Linked DNA regions of Mus musculus: region 1 is linked to region 2. Evidence: chromatin contacts called from public Hi-C data. All regions are on one chromosome and are shown on one strand. Each heading gives the region's core, a stretch centred on a gene start, on an enhancer-like site or on the middle of the called end of the contact. The rest is flanking DNA. Distances are from core to core; before and after follow the strand shown. Region 1 has its middle 29 kb from the start of Gm41423. Region 2 holds the start of Ube2v2 (ubiquitin-conjugating enzyme E2 variant 2).

Region 1 (2,700 bases), core at 170-2,669, 510 kb before region 2:
TGCAGTGTCCCTGAAACCCAGAACAGGACTCAGAACACCCTAGCACGTCACAGGACGTCACAGGAAGCTGTAACTCTTCCTCTTCCAGCCCCCAGGGCCTTCCAAAACAGCTTACACCCCACCTCTATCTGAGCAACTAGGCCCTCAGAGGTGCACACATTGCCCCCCCTCCCCCCGGAGTTTCTTTTTAAAGTCTGCAAAACCAGTCCTTGCTTGTTAGGGAAGCTCTGTCAGTATCCCAGGATGATTCTGTCAGTAGAAGTTTCTAGACATGGCTGTTAGAATTGCTTGCTGTTGAACTGGAAACATATCTATCTACATTTCATTTTAATTATCGGCGATGACAGTCCAGGCTCTGCCATCATTTTGAATTTTCCCTCTCCACTGGCCATGTCAAAACGTCTTTGTCACGGTTTTACAATTGGCTGATTTCTACTTTCATGAGGTTCTGTAGGGAAAGGCTTTAAGGGCTCACATTCTCAGGATTGGATCCCCAGCTCTGGTAAACCAGGGTGAACCCTAAACCATGGCCAGCCACGCCCTAGGAAGCCCTGTGCCCCAGGAGACAACCAGCGGAGGGCCAGGGCACAGAGCTTGGGGACCACAGCTGAATAGACACGTCCAACCTTCTACACAGAGATTCACACATGCCCTTAGCGTCGTGAACTGCAAAAGCATCTTGTTTCCAATTCTACTGTAGATAATAAAATTAGCTCCCAAATTACCAGAAACTGGAACAAGTAAACACAAAGGCAGGAGCTGGGTTGCCAAGCCTCCCCTTCCCGGCCCAGCAGAGATGAGCTGTGGCTTTGGAGCTGTTTAAATCTAAAGCAAAGCTTCTGTTTTTCTAAGTCACAGTGCTGACCCTGAGCAGATAAAGCACGCTCAGTGACATGGGGAGCAGAGCGGTTATTTTCCAGCAGGGCCAATCTGTTTACATCAGGAAATCCAGCCTGGGCGCACCGGGGCAGCGCGGAGGCGGCCCGGGAGCCGGCCTCCCTCGCGCTCGCCGCCGCGCTGCGCTGGCCCCTGGCGCTCGGCGGCTGACTCCATCCAGATGTGCCGCGGCTCCAGAGTGGCTGCCTCGCGCAGTAAATGGGCATCCGAGGCTCGTCAATCCCGGCCAGAGCAATTGCGGTCTCGCGGGCCGCCCCGCTGGCACGCGGAAACGCGCGATCCAGAGGGGACCGTGGCGGGGAAAGGGGGGAAACAGGGGCGAGGGGGAAGGGCAGCGCACCCCGGCTCAGAGAGGCGCGCTAATGACCGACCCGGGAAATGTGCCTAATACATTTGTACATTTCCTTGTAAATGTTTTACACTTTGAAAGAAAGGAGAACGCTGTATATCATTTGGAAATGTTGGCTGTCTATAGGTCCCTGTGGATATCACGGGGTTAGTACCGCTTGTAACAAGAGCAAGAGAAACATAAAAAAGTTGGGAAACACCGCCAATTAGTCATTACCAGGAGACTGTAAAAACAAGAGAAAGAGAAAGAGGAGGGAGGAGAAGAAATCAAAGAAGAAATCGCCCCGGGGGGGGGGGAAAGAGAAGAAACTAGATGAAGTTTTTGTGGTGTTCTCGGAATTGAATTGGGAAGCAGAACAGCTGGCGGCTTTCTAATCAGGAGCAACCTGCAAACCAGCCAGTTCCAGGGTGCGGACCTTCAGGAGGAGGGGCTGAGATTTCCCAAACTATACCTATTTGCTGTCCCTATAAAACTTGAGCTGGGTCAGTGGGCAGGCAGTGCGCTTTGGAGCAGAACCCAGTTGTGCAAAATCCAAGTCAGACATTTATTTCTGATCTCCTGCCGCCTACACAGTTGTTACTAGCTGAGTCGTAATAAAAAGAAGACAGGAACCATTTTTTTTACAACCCTAGACTTCTACCAACCACCCCCTAGCTCAAGCAGTCTGTCTGTGCCATGCTTGCTCGAAGTGTTTTTAGTTTTACAGTAATTTTGATGTTTCATGATTGATTTTTGTTACTACTTTATTTTTGTTTTGGGTGGCTCCTCTCTCTCTCTCTCTCTCTCTCTCTCTCTCTCTCTCTCTCTCTCTCTCTCTCTCTCTCTCTTTGTTTCCCCATCTGTCAGCTTTTTAGTCAGACTCAAGAATCTAAGACCATGGACTGATGAGATGGCTCAGCAGTTAAGAACACTGACTGCTCTTCCGAAGGTCCTGAGTTCAAATCCCAGCAACCATGTGGTGGCTCACAACCACCCTTCATGAGATCTGACACCTTCTTCTGGCGCATCAGAAGACAGCTACCATCAGAAGACAGCTATCATCAGAAGACAGCTACAGTGTACTTATTTATAATAATAAATAAATATTTGGGCTGGAGTGAGTGGGGTTGACCGGAGCGAGCAGGGCAGATTGGAATGAGTGAGGTCCTACAAAATAGAATTCTCAACAACCACATGAAGGCTCACAACCATCTGTACAGAGCTACAGTGTACTCATATACATAAAATAAATCTTAAAAAAAAAAGAATCTAAGAACATACAGCATCACAGATCTGGTTGAGCCTTCCCATTCTTAACTATGTTGACCTATTTCAATACCCACAAAAATATGGTATACGGCAACTATAAAGTTCATCCAAAGACTTGCGCTCTTTCTTTCAAAGAGGAACTGGGATAGTAGTTGAATTTCCTTGGGTGTGGTGGGAACAGGTTGCTAGGAAGCTGGATCTAGTCC
Region 2 (2,700 bases), core at 105-2,604:
GTAGTGTTAAATATGTTCCAAAAAACAAATGCTGACTGGAGAGATGGCTCAGCTGCTAAGAACACTGGTTGCTCTCCCAGAGGTCCTGAGTTCAATCCCCAGCAATCACAAGGTGGCTCACAGCCATCTGTAATGGAACCCAATGCCCTCTTCTAGTGTGTCTGAAGACAGCTACAGTGTACTCATATATATATAATAAATATTTTTAAAAAGAACAAATGCAATCACAAATTGACATTTTTCATATTACAATACACCATTTTATTAGTTTAATTTTAAGGTAGTGAGCACAACTCTTTAAAAAACATGGCACTAATAAGCACATATATTTCAAATAAGAAGTAAAGAGATTAAGGGTTATAACATTAAAAGATCACTTTTAAAATGAGCTTTGGTCTTGGACAGCTCTGATCTGACCACTGATGTATTTTCCAGAGGTAGAACTGCTAAAGATTTTATTGTCTATGGCACTCATACACATAAAGGTAAGATTTAAACAATATGAAAAATGTATATGAAGGCATTACCTTGAAATGTTAACAATCACAACATGCACTCAACCTCTTCCATTTCTACAACCTAGATTCAATAAGAACTAGAAAAAAAAATAAATCTTATGAATCATCATTTTTAAATGCTAAAACTCAACACTTTTAAACTGTTTTAATTTTTTTTGTCACCAAATTTCTAAACCCTGTTGGCATTTAAATTTCAAGTTTCTGCTCAAAGGCAACCGAACATTGTAGACAAGAGTAGAACACCTATCTAAGGTACCAACTGTCCTGCAATTAGCTTTCGTCTGGCTCAGTGTACTGTAGTTTTTCACTTAATTGAAAAAAAAAAAGAAGAAGAAGAAGAAGAAGAACACGCATTCGGCCACCTAAGTAAAATCGTCGCCCTCTTATTCCAGACAGCAGCCACCCTCCGGTTAGTCCTATCCTCCCGCACGTGTCTGTCTGGTGGACTCCCAGCCTAGATCCCCGGCTCCATCCAGGATGCCTCTCCGCCGTAGCCCCGTTGATGGGCAATGCCACCGCCACCGCGGGCCGCTCCAGCGCACTCCACCCTCGGCTCCGCTGCGGCGCCCAGATCTGCCGGTCCTCCCGCAGGGCCGCCGCGGGCGGTGGGCGCGCAGGCTCCCCGTCACCGCGAGCTCTGACACGCGCGTCCCGACCTCCCTACCGCCCGCCCCACCCCCTGCCCCTCGCGGGGCCCTCCGCACTGCGCACCCGCAGTCCCGCGCGGCCCGCCGGACAGAAAGCAGCGGGAGCGCGGCAGACCCGGCTAGGAACCGACCTGTGGAGACCGCCATCTTCTCCTGCTACCAGACGCACCACCGCACGCAGGGCGTCAACGTCACTTCCGGCAGCGCGTTGCTCTCCGTCATAGAGGGACCGATAGTGGGGATAGTGGGGACTGTATCAGGTTCCTGTTCCTGGCAAGCTTTGCCCCTGATGGTCTCTGGAACTGTTGGTTCATCGGTTGTCCTAATCAAAACACACACATAAAACTGGGTTGGGAGACTAAGGCAGCATGAGCTTAAAAAGTCTTTAAAAGATCTGAGATCTCCAATAGTGTCAGTGTGTCCAAGGGAAATTTTCCCTATGACTCCTCTTATTAAATATTGAAATAATGTCTAAACAAACGCTAACAGTTACATCACGAGCCGGGCGTGGTGGCGCACGCCTTTAATCCCAGCACTCGGGAGGCAGAGGCAGGCGGATTTCTGAGTTCGAGGCCAGCCTGGTCTACAAAGTGAGTTCCAGGACAGCCAGAGCTATAAAGAGAAACCCTGTCTCGAAAAACAAAGTTACATCACACCAAACCTGTTATTAATAATCAAGGTAAAACATGGGAATTCACAATTGTGTTGGGGAAAAAAAAAAAAAACTATTCCAAAAGGTTGGGCTGTGTTAGTGCAGGCTACGTTTAGGCTGTAGTTTTGCTCTGATGACACCAGAACCAAAAGTCCATCAGTAAAGAAAGCCACAGAAGAAACTCAAGCAAAACCGTGAAGCAAAAAGGGATGGAGAAAAGCAGCTTACCACCTTGCTTCTGAGAAGGCTAGGCTGACTCCATGACAGACTTCAAATTGACAGTTAAGGAGACTGGGCCTAAGAACTGGGAAAGTCCAGGCAAGCCCAGGCAAGTCAATTACTAATAGAAAAAAACCCAGGCTCCAGCCTTCATGCCCGATAATGGTTCTAGGATGCCTAGAGATAGAGTAAGATAAAACTCATCTTCCCCAGAATTCCAATGTGCTTTAAAGCAAGCATGCACACTCACTTAGTTGTCTCTCTGTTTTGGCAATGGGAGACTCCAACACGCTGGACTTCTGCAAAATAAAGCACTCTCTGAGTATACATACTATTTGAGTCCCAGGTGTCATTCTTCGGTGAATCATGGACCTTTACATTTCTATCTTACGTTCACCTACCTTATTTGGAGGAGTAAGCCCATGTACCTAAAGATGGTATACCCATACCCAACTGGATTCTCCTACAACAATTAGTGACTAAGAAAGTTCCCCCAGGTTTTTCTTTTCAGACATGCCCACAGGTTATTCTGACTAAGGCAAGTCTTAAATTGAGATTTCCTCTTTCCATTTGTGTCAAGTTCACAACAAAGATTATCTAATACAAGTCCATTCCAAGTGCATCATTGTTAATATTCCTTTCTTGTTTGTGCCCAAGATGTCAT

Evidence for each region. Hi-C and Micro-C count contacts between places; a contact is called where the count stands out from the background.
Region 1: a Hi-C map of uterus shows a contact between it and region 2, with 4 times the contacts expected there. The contact joins the enhancer-like site here to the promoter of Ube2v2 in region 2. A contact is called at or near these places in 2 of 39 promoter capture datasets (the 3T3-L1 cell line and cranial neural crest), 1 of 484 Hi-C or Micro-C datasets (uterus) and 4 of 115 datasets of contacts at active chromatin or transcription factors (the NIH/3T3 cell line, embryonic forebrain, embryonic stem cells and 1 more).

Annotation. Positions count from the first base shown.
Region 1 is chr16:15,083,977-15,086,676 of GRCm38.p6, forward strand. It overlaps the pseudogene Gm46561. Among named protein-coding and RNA genes, the nearest start is that of Gm41423, 29 kb to the right of the region's middle. RefSeq lists an enhancer at 616-1,732. Within about 2 kb of position 1,420, at least 109 of the 459 cell types and tissues checked have an H3K27ac peak or open chromatin away from gene starts, as enhancers often do. A contact at or near this core is called in the NIH/3T3 cell line and uterus, where this site is marked.
Region 2 is chr16:15,593,164-15,595,863 of GRCm38.p6, forward strand. Ube2v2 (ubiquitin-conjugating enzyme E2 variant 2) reads right to left here and starts at 1,355. Exons shown (of 4, transcript NM_023585.4): 1 at 1,297-1,355. The coding sequence starts at 1,312.